Linked DNA regions of Mus musculus: region 2 is linked to region 1. The links are chromatin contacts, called in public HiChIP or PLAC-seq maps. All regions are on one chromosome and are shown on one strand. The core of a region is the stretch at or near the end of the contact, and the rest is flanking DNA. Distances in the headings are between cores, read along the strand shown.

Region 1 (5,075 bases), core at 893-3,392:
AACTCGTAAGGATTTTTGCTCCTCACAGCTGAAAGCTTTAGTTTCCCTTCAAAATAATCTATTTCAGAATTCATACTGTATAGGATGACTGTTTTGTCTGAGGCTACACTGAACGGATCACATGGAAATGAAAGGGTTTGGATTATATCCTCAACTTCCTGATCCATGGGCTTTTAGTACTACAACTAATCTCAGGTCTTACTGAGTGCCTCAGAGAACTGGAAAAGGCAGTGTTGTGACTAAGGCTACCACGCTGGAGATCTGGTCCACCAGGAAAGTAGAGAAACACTTTTCGCTGGCAGGGCATGTGACTATCAGTCGGCTTCAGGAACTGAAATCATTTTTTGCCGGGCCTAAATGATCTAATTGGCACCTCCAGTCTCCTCAGATCAAACAGCTATTGTTTTCAATGTTTCCTTATTGAGAAGCTTCATGGCATGACTTTCTTTTTTTTTTTTTTTTTTCTGTTTTCTTTTGCCAGTATTTATTTTTATTTTTATTTTTTTTTCCATTTTTTATTAGGTATTTAACTCATTTACATTTCCAATGCTATACCAAAAGTCCCCCATATCCACCCACCCAATGGCATGACTTTCATGGTGAAGACAGATACACATCAGAGTGAAAATGAAATGGGAACCAGGTGTGGGGCATAGGCTTCCAACATCTGGAGGCAGAGACAGGAGGACTGCCACAAGTCCCAGTCCAGGCAACTGCTAGAACTTGTCTCACTGGTTCCCCCACCCAGAAAAAGGAAATGGAAAAACATTCCATTGTGTTTATACACCACATTTTGTTTACTAACTTATGACATTTATTTTTAACGTTTTGACTATTGTATATACTATAAATGCTGAGTGCATAAATAGCTGTTCACACATCCCTTTAAAGACATACTTCGGGACTATATACTGAGAAGTGGAATTGCTGAACCACATGCCTGATATGCTACAACACAATGAGCCATGTTAAGTGAAATAAGCCAGTCACAGGAGAAATGTAGTTGCCTTGATGAACCAACATTACTGTTGAAAGTTTCAGTTCTCTACTAGATCAAGTAGTCCTGAAGATAAACTAAGACTGAATAACGATGTAAATGTTAATGCTACTAAATTCACACACACACACTATATACATATGTATTATACATAAAATATATGTATTTTAAAGCAAGCTACTCAGTTTTGAACTGTCTCATTTTTAGAGGGCAAGTGTTTGGTTGAAGCATGAAGGTGGCAGGGCTGGGTGTGGTGTTTCTTGTAGAACCAGTACATGGGAAACTGAGGCACGCGAATCTACAAGTTCGAGGACAGCCTGGGTTACAAAGCAGAACCCTGCGTCAGAAACAAACACCCAAAACAAAACATCTAATGCGGCTTAAAAAAATTGGGGGAGGGAGGCAACAGGTTCAGAGGGAAAAATGGACCAACATAGTGGCTTGGGCCTCTGAAAGAAAAGCTAAGGCAGCCGCGTTTGGAGAATGGGAAGGCGTAGAAAGTAAAATACTGCGACAAGGTCCACTGCCCTGTCCTGAGGCTCCATCTCTAGAAGGAAAAAGAGGTATCTTCTCAGAGAAGCCGTGAGTCTCATCTTCCACTTCTGCCAACATCCCCCGAACGTTAGGGGTCCCCCGCCTGCCCGCTCCTTTTGTCGCCCGCACCGCTTTCCTCAGACCCCCCCTGCTCCCTAACATTCCCCTAGTCTTCCAAGGTGGGTCGCGGCCACCGCAGCACCAACCGTCATCGCTCCGGCCCCGCCCGTCGAACGCCAGAACGTGGGGGGCGGGAAGACCCGTCCTCGGGCGCCCCGGAAGTCACTGCCCTCTTGGCCAGCTGAGCGCCGCGGCGGGATTCGAGGCCTAGGATTGGCAGGAAGATAGGGATGACGTGCTACGTGTGGCGAGGCCGCCCCGCCCCCCCTGCGCGCTCTTAGCGTGGGGTGGGGCGGAGCGTGGCCCCCCGGCGGCCATTACCCGGAACCGTCCCGGGCCTTGGGTCAGGTGACCCGCGGCGGTGCTGGCGGGAGGGCGGGGTGGGGGCGGAAGGGAGGAGAGGAGGAGTGAGGCGAGACGCGAAGGGAGGAGAGAGAGGAGAAGGGCGGAGTAGGAGGGAGGGGAAGGGGGCGGGGTGGGAGCGGGTCACGTGACTCGGCATGGAGGCGGCGGCGGCGGCCGGGAGGAGTCGCTGGGGCAGAAGCCGCACTTGTTAGTGTTGGGGGAGGAGGGGGCCGGGGACGCCGACACCGTCAGCCGGCGACGCCGCGAAGGAGGCGGGAGGGGGGTGGGGGCGAAAGCAGGCTCCGACCCCCGGCCGAGGGGATGAGGGGAGCATGGGCGCCAAGGAGTCACGGATCGGATTCCTCAGCTACGAGGAGGCGCTGAGGAGAGGTGAGGGGGAGGGGTCGAGTGAGCTGCGGGGAGGCCAGCGCGGAGCGCCCAGGGGTGGGTGGCCGGAGGGAGAGGAGGCTGGGGCGTGGGGTGCCTGGCGAAGGACCCGGGAGGCCAGCCGTGGGAATATCGAGGGCAGGGAGGTGGAAGGGGAAGCGGGGTGTGGGAATTGGGGCACTAGGGGAGGGGGCGAAGCTTTGGCAGTGACGGGGGTACCGGGCGCTGGCTGGCCATTGCCGGTGCACTCGGTTGGCGTTGTTATCTTGTTTAGGTGCAGGGAAGCCCTGACCATCGGTTCTTGGGTGGCTCAACCCTTCCAGGCCCCCTCATCCTTCAGTGCCATTTTCTCATATCACTCTTTCATTTAAAAAAAAAAAAAAAAGCCTCCGACAACATCCTAATCTGGTTTCTAACAGCATTGGCTGGAGGAGAAGACAGGGCGTTCTGTTTTGCTCCTGGAAGTCCTTTTCTATTAGGGAGCCTCTGGTTTTCCCAGGGTCTTTGCCTCTCTGTTGAGGGCGATGACTATCCTTCCATTTACTCCTGCCATCCTTCACCCTTTGAGCGGTTGACTTTGATTAAGAACGACCTGAAAGTGAAGTTGTGTTTAAGGTGAGAACAGATTAGACAGCTGATGTTCATAAGACCTTGTCTTAGGTTTCCTCTCCTCGGACATTGATCAGACGGTTTTAGTACACTTGATTCCCAGTTCTTACCCCCTCGCTCCCTTAAAATGGCATTCGGAAACCCAGCATTGTGATACTGTATTACAGCTCCCTTCAGAGACTGGCCTTGCTGTCAACGGCTGCTGCTCTTGGCTCTGATTCACACTGTGTTGTTAATAGCCCCCAACCCCCTACCACTTACTCTGATACGATTGTCAGTGTAAAGCTCGTGCTAACTGGAAGTGTCTTGCACAGTTTATGGCCGGAATGTGACTTAATTTTTCATGACTGAGATTTGAGAGTGTGTCTGTGTGGTGCTTGTAGTTCTCTTTGATGTTTAATGGATTTTCTTGGTAAGAAGTGAAAAACATTAAGCAGATTAGTGGCCAGACATTATTGTTAACAGATTTCTAAGACCAAAATAAATAAATAAATAAATAAATAAGTAAATTCAGTCATGCGCCAGGTGTTTTTAGTAGCTTGGGATAGAAACTTAAAATATGATGAAAAAGACATTTTAAAGTGAGGATTTAGAAATGAGATCTAGTTCATATACAAAGAGAAATAAGTTCATTGGACCCACAACCTAATAAACAGAAAATAAGATACAGAATTGTAGCTGCATCAATTTTGGGGCTGAGCAGAATAGCGAAAATACACCTTTTAGTGGTTCTTCCTTACCATATCTGCATGATGATTATTCTTTTTTTTTTTTGTTTTGTTTTGTTTTGTTTTTTCGAGACAGGGTTTCTCTGTGTAGCCCTGGCTGTCCTGGAACTCACTTTGTAGACCAGGCTGGCCTCGAACTCAGAAATCCACCTGCCTCTGCCCCCCCAAGTGCTGGGATTAAAGGCGTGCACCTCCACCGCCCGGCTGCATGATGATTATTCTTAAGTACAATCTTACTTGAACTTTTTCTCTCTGTTTCAGTATGAGAAATATTCCAAATTCTTGATTTATTTCCAACCCTAGTAGACCAGTCACTTCCTGAATTCTGTTGAGCTTGACAGGTCTGGGGGCAATTAGTCTATGGCTTACATGGCATGAAATAGGGCACAGTCAAATGATTTACAGCTGTTCAGAAGTGTTCCTTAAGTTTAAGGGTGTGAATACCAGTGATATACCTGGCGTTAAGAAATTCTAAAATTAAACTTTTATTCCAGCTCTTGTTGATTTACTTTATATCAAATTAAGATTGTGTATTTTGTTTTTTTGAGACAGGGTTTCTCTATGTAGGCCTGACTGTCTGAACATCATTTTGTAGATCATGCTGGCCTTAAACTCAGAGATTCACCTGCCTCTTCCTCCCAAGTGCAGGATAAAAAGCATTCAGCACCATGCCTTGCAAGACTGTACATTTTAAAATATAAATGGAATCAATACATTTAAAAATGATCTGGTGAAAGGTTTTTGTTTAACGTGTTATGAAATGTGCCCGTGAAATTTTAAAATGCATATTTGAAGAAGTATCAAGGTATGAATTAAAGTCTTAGTTGTTTGAATGGGTTTGTTTTTGTCAGGTTTTTTTTGTTGTTGTTGTTTTTTCGAGACAGGGTTTCTCTGTGTAGCCCTGGCTGTCCTGGAACTCACTCTGTAGACCAGGCTGGCCTTGAACTCAGAGATCCGCCTGCCTCTGTTTTTGTCAGTTTTGCTGCAGGGAAATTAAACCAAAGAGGAGCAAGGTGATAAAGTAGTTTCTAAGTGTAGGCTGGGGTATGTTTAAAACAGGCAAATTAGATGTCAGACTTTAACTACAGAAAGATTTTGTAAGCTTTTGCTGAATGGTTTGAGAACCTTTTGGGGGTGCCTGAATAAATAGGTACTAATACCTGCATCAGTTTTGTTTATCTGTTTACATTGGATAAGGTGAGTTGGGGCAAATAGGATTTGACAAGTATAGAACAAGCCTCATAGAACTATTTGACCCTTTGGCTTTAATTTAAATGAGCATTGCCTACTACCTGTTCATAATTACACAACATTAAAAAGAAATCTGATGCATTAATGCAAACAAGAAATATCAG
Region 2 (5,067 bases), core at 1,668-4,167, 130 kb before region 1:
AAAAAAAAAAGATTTATTTATTGATTTTATATATGTGACCACACTGACGCTCTCTTCAGACACCCCTGAAGAGAGCATCAGATCGCTTTGCAGATGGTTGTGAGCCACCATGTGGTTGCTGGGAACTGAACTCAGGACCTCTGGAAAAGCAATCAATGCTCTTAACCTCTCCAGCCCTCAAACTTTATTTTTAATGATGGTTCTTAAGCGCTTTAACCTCCTTTGCAGCCCACCACCCACCAGAGGTAGTAGAAAAGAAGGATGGAGGCGGCGGTAGAAGGGAGTGGACCTGTATAGTAAGGTTCTTTGGAGCAACTCCCATCTCTGTTATCTGGAAATCGGCAGTTTGGTTCACAAGTTAGCAGGCAGTGGCAGCTCAATCTACTCGCAACACTGCACGGATACACCAGCAGTCCAGTTCGGTAGAGTCAGAATAGCAGCGGTGACTCAGTCTAGCAGAGACAGCCCGGCCTCTGCCTAGGGCAGCAGGAGGAACCAACAGGAACACCAGGAAAAGTTCTCGGCTGTGCGTCTCTCAGGGAAGCGAAGATCATCAAAGACACGAGACCCACAAGTGTTGCACAGCTAGCTGTACCAGCAAGGCAAGCTCTATCTCTGTTGGGCCCTATTTATACCCCCAAACATCACGCGTCCTCCACAGGCCTTGCCTCAGCACAGGTCGGGCCTCAGCAAGTGCATCCAATCAGTCTGAGCCGGAGGAAGCACAAAGAAACTGCAGTCCACCACCAGACAGTTTTTGGTGTGTTTCTCTCTGTGGAGTCCGAAAAATGCAGCTCAACTACAAAATGTAAGGCAGACCAATTCATGCATGTCACTAGCAAAGAATCCTTCATGATGTGTCCTTTCACGTGTTTGTTTTAGCAGAACACCCTCTCCTGTGTCTGCTTCAGTGACACGTTCCTTCCCGAGTCTGCCTCTCATACCCGTGCCCTCTTTTAGGCGCCGTGCCTTCACATGGTTACCCTAGCAAAACACCAGCCAACAGACTTTCCAAAGAACTCCACTCCAGTTTCGGTGTCTCCTCACATCTCCACCATTCAGTCATTCAATTCCCCTCCCTTACAGGCCACGGAAATTAATTGTTTTATGTGTCCTTTCCAGAATATTTGAATTTACAAAAAAAACCAAAAAACAAAAACAAAAACAAAAAACAAAAACCCTCTTCAATATGGGCCAGGAAGATGCTTCAGTGGGTAAAGACACTTTGCCGTGTGAGGCTGACCACCAGAGTTTGATTCCCGGAACATAAGGGTGGAAGGGGCGAACTGGTTCCATGAAATTTTAGATCTCATGGGGGTGCTATAGCAAGCTCCTACACTCCCACCCCATCCATCCATCCATCCATCTTTCTGTCTTTCTATCCATCTATCTATTGTTAAACCTGAAAGCCCCCAAGAGAAAGACCAGCTCCACAACTGTTCAATTAAAGCAAGCTGTATTCTGAGACACACCCAGGACTGTCCAGATGGCTACCTAACCCTAAGTCCAGCTTTAAGAGAGCAACCTGTCCTGGTCTCCTGAAGCCATTTTCTAGGAGCCCTAAGGCCAGAGACTTGGCTGTTACACACTGTGAGAAAGATACAATAAAAGGGGAGGAACAAAGCAAGGATTACATCTTGCGAATGGGGTTGCAAGCAGTTTACATCAGCTCTAAGATCTAACTTATTCTTAATTACAAACAGAAACCTTATTTTTCAAGGTTTTAACACAGGGCAAACAAGGACTTATTCTTTAACTAGAAATTAGGACAGGACAAACAGGAACTTGTTCTTAATTACAAATGTAAACCTTAACTTGCAAGGACTTAACATAGGACAAACAGGGGTTTTTTGTTTTGTTTTGTTTTCCGAGACAGGGTTTCTCTGTGTACCCCTGGCTGTCCAAGAACTCACTCTGTAGACCAGGCTGGCCTCGAACTCAGAAATCTGCCTGCCTCTGCCTCCCGAGTGCTGGGATTAAAGGTGTGCGCCACCATGCCCGGCTAGGGATTTATTTTTAACTGTCTTAACTGCAAGCAGAACTCTTAACATTGCAAGATATATTTTTTCCTGTTTTGGTCTCCTGTTAATTTGCAAAGTATACAGCTCCTGTTTCCCACACACACACACACACACACACACCAACATACGCACGCTCAAATAACACAACATCTCCATATGGCTCTTTGAGGAAGCTGTGTTACAGATGCTGAGGGACTCTGTCTACTCTTGCTCCTGGAACCACTGTTGGCCGCTGCTGAGGAACAGGTCGGTCACAAAGCCACATCTCAGCCATGGCTCTTTCTTTAGAAGACACTCCTGGGTCTCGAGGCTGTTATTTTAGCTTATTAGAGTTACCCTAGACAGAGTGTGGTACCTCATGCCTTTAATCCCAGTACTTGAGAGGCAGAGGCAGGTGGATCTCTGAGTTTGAGGCCAGCCTGGTCTACAGAGTGAGTTCCAGGACAGTCAGATCCAGACAAAGAAACCCCGTTTTGCAAAACACAATAAACAAACCAAAAAAAAGTTACCCTATCAAGGTGTGGTAACCTGATCAGAGGCACAAAGGAAAATTATCTCTGAGTGAAGCAGGGCAGCTCAGATCAGACTCAAATAAAAATAGTGACCTTGCTGGGACAAACCAAAAAACAAACCCCAAAACCCCAAACAGCAAGAAATCGGAACCAACCCTAGCAAGTTCTCAAGCCCTAAAGCCACAAACCGCCTCTGTCACAATGTATGGAATGGGAACGCGCCTGTCCCTTATCACCAGAGGAGGAAAAAATTCACCAGGTGCAAGACAGGGCCAGGAAGTCTCCAAAAGCAATCTGCTCACTGACTCCATGGGAGAACCTCCTCTAACTATGAGGAAGAAATACCTTAAAAATACCATCCTCATGATTCACATAATGACCTCTCTGACAGCCAGATGCAAGGACTGCTCTGTCCCTGTGAGGGACAGCTGCACCTCCCCTGCTGGTGCTGTCCCTATCCCATGACCCTTTTTTCCTTACAATTACGTCTTCCCTCAAAGTTTGTTATCTACTTTCCAGACTTTCTTTCTCTCTCTCTCTCTCTCTCTCTCTCTCTCTCTCTCTCTCTCTCTCTCTCTCTCTGTGTGTGTGTGTGTGTGTGTGTGTGTATGTTTCACACATGATCTCCAACCTGGAGTCCCCCTGTTTCAAGACTGGGGATGGAGGCATCACCACCATGCCCATCTTAGGAAAGGCAAAGCACTTTTCTCTTTTCTTTTAAAAACTACGTTCATTTTTCATTGTGTATGTTTGTGCACCTAAGTGCTGGTGCCCTGGGAGGTAGATTGCCCTGGAGCTAGAGCTACAGCTGCCTGTGCAACACCCAACAGGAGGGCTGGAAATTGAACTCCGGTTCCCCGGAAGAGCGGCGTTCTTAAGCAATGAGCCCCCAAGGGCACAGATCTTAACCCTCCCCCCAACAGTTGTTTTTCCATTCATAACCACACACAGGCGCGTGCACACACACACACACACACACACACACATACACACACACATACACACACATACACACACACACACACACATACACACACACACACACATACACACACACACACACACACACACAGGCACGTGCACACACACACACACACACACACACACACACACACACACACACACACAGCAGTCACACAGAGGAATGAACACTCTGCCCCACCCCTGAACCAGACATCTTTCTAGCTCCTCATCTGAAAAACAGGCACATTTGTAGAATGTATCTCACCTCAGCCATAAATTACAGGTTGCCATCCTGTAACCTGGAACGCCCTATACACTGGATAGTTATGATATTTGTCTTTGAGGTACTAGTTCCTCAGACAGAAGGTGGCTCACACCTTTAAAATCTTGGCACTGAGGCTGGACAGTGGTGGCACATGCCTGTAGTCCCAGCACTTGGGAGGCAGAGGCAGGCAGATCTCTGAGTTCGAGGCCAGCCTGGTCTACAGTGAATTCCAGGACAGCCAGGTCTACACAGAGAAAGCCTGTCTCGAAAAAAAAAAAAAATCTTAGCACTGAGAAGCAGAGGCAGGCAGATCTCTGAGTTCGAGACCAGCCTGGACTACAGAGTTCCAGGACAGGCAGGGCTACACAGAGAAAACCTGTCTCAAAAATACAAAAAAGCAAAGCCAAACAAACAAATAACCCCCCCCACACACACACACAAGCAACCCAACTGAAGAGCTATGGAACACAGTCCTGATTCACTCATCAGAGCAGCCAGAGATGGACCATTTCTAGTGGAGGGGAATCCAAGAATGAGAGGCCACTGGCCCGCACAACCGTGACCACTGAACTGGTGAGAGAATGGATTCTGGCAAGAGGAAAGAAATTCCTACATAGGCTGGAACCACGGGTGTCAGAGGTCGAGCTGAGTTCTCAACTGCCAGGACCAGGCCTCCACAGCCTTAGCCACAGACAGACCGAGATGACAGACCAGGCAGCTTGTGGGGGGGGGCACCCCTCCCCCTTCCTTCCCCTCCTTCTTCCTTGTGTGTAACCCAGGAACAGCACTCTCTCTCAGTAACCCTCCCACCCTGCCTGTCAGCAGCCTGAAAGTCCACAGAACTACCCAGGCATTCATGCATGCTGAGGAATGGCTGTCTTTAGTCAATATTCAAAATGAGTCTTGGTTGGACAGACAAACTTTTCCCACATATCAAGATTATGTTATTTAAAAATAATTTTTTAAGTTGTGTGCAAAAGAGTTGGAGGGGCACCAGTGGAGGCCAGAAGAGGGCGTTGGACCCCTATGGAAGTAAGTGCTCTTAACAACTGGGCTGTTTTTTTCTGCCCCAAATATTTGGGGGTGGGTGTTTTCTTTGTTTGTTTGTTTGTTTTCAGTTTTTTTCCTCTTTGGCCTGGAACTACTTATGTAAACTAATCTGACCTTTTAAAAATTAATTAATTAATTATATATAAGTACACTGTAGCTGTCATCCAGAAGAGGGTGTCAGATCCCATTACAGATGGTTTTGAGCCACCACTTGGTTGCTGGGATTTGAACTCAGGACCTTTGGAAAAGCAGTCAG

Evidence for each region. HiChIP or PLAC-seq counts read pairs in DNA pulled down with a chosen protein or histone mark.
Region 2: an H3K27ac HiChIP or PLAC-seq map of trophoblast stem cells shows a contact between it and region 1, with 14 read pairs. The contact joins the enhancer-like site here to the promoter of Usp32 in region 1. A contact is called at or near these places in 2 of 15 datasets of contacts at CTCF or cohesin (the NIH/3T3 cell line and large pre-B cells), 3 of 115 datasets of contacts at active chromatin or transcription factors (the SCID.adh cell line, extraembryonic endoderm stem cells and trophoblast stem cells) and 2 of 9 other capture datasets (adipose tissue and liver).

Annotation. Positions count from the first base shown.
Region 1 is chr11:85,137,022-85,142,096 of GRCm38.p6, reverse strand. It overlaps Usp32 (ubiquitin specific peptidase 32), which reads left to right and starts at 2,142. Exons shown (of 34, transcript NM_001029934.1): 1 at 2,142-2,386. The coding sequence starts at 2,329. It also overlaps a transcript of 1700125H20Rik not described here.
Region 2 is chr11:85,264,186-85,269,252 of GRCm38.p6, reverse strand. No RefSeq gene overlaps it. Among named protein-coding and RNA genes, the nearest start is that of Appbp2os, 32 kb to the right of the region's middle. Within about 2 kb of position 2,917, at least 26 of the 459 cell types and tissues checked have an H3K27ac peak or open chromatin away from gene starts, as enhancers often do. A contact at or near this core is called in extraembryonic endoderm stem cells and trophoblast stem cells, where this site is marked.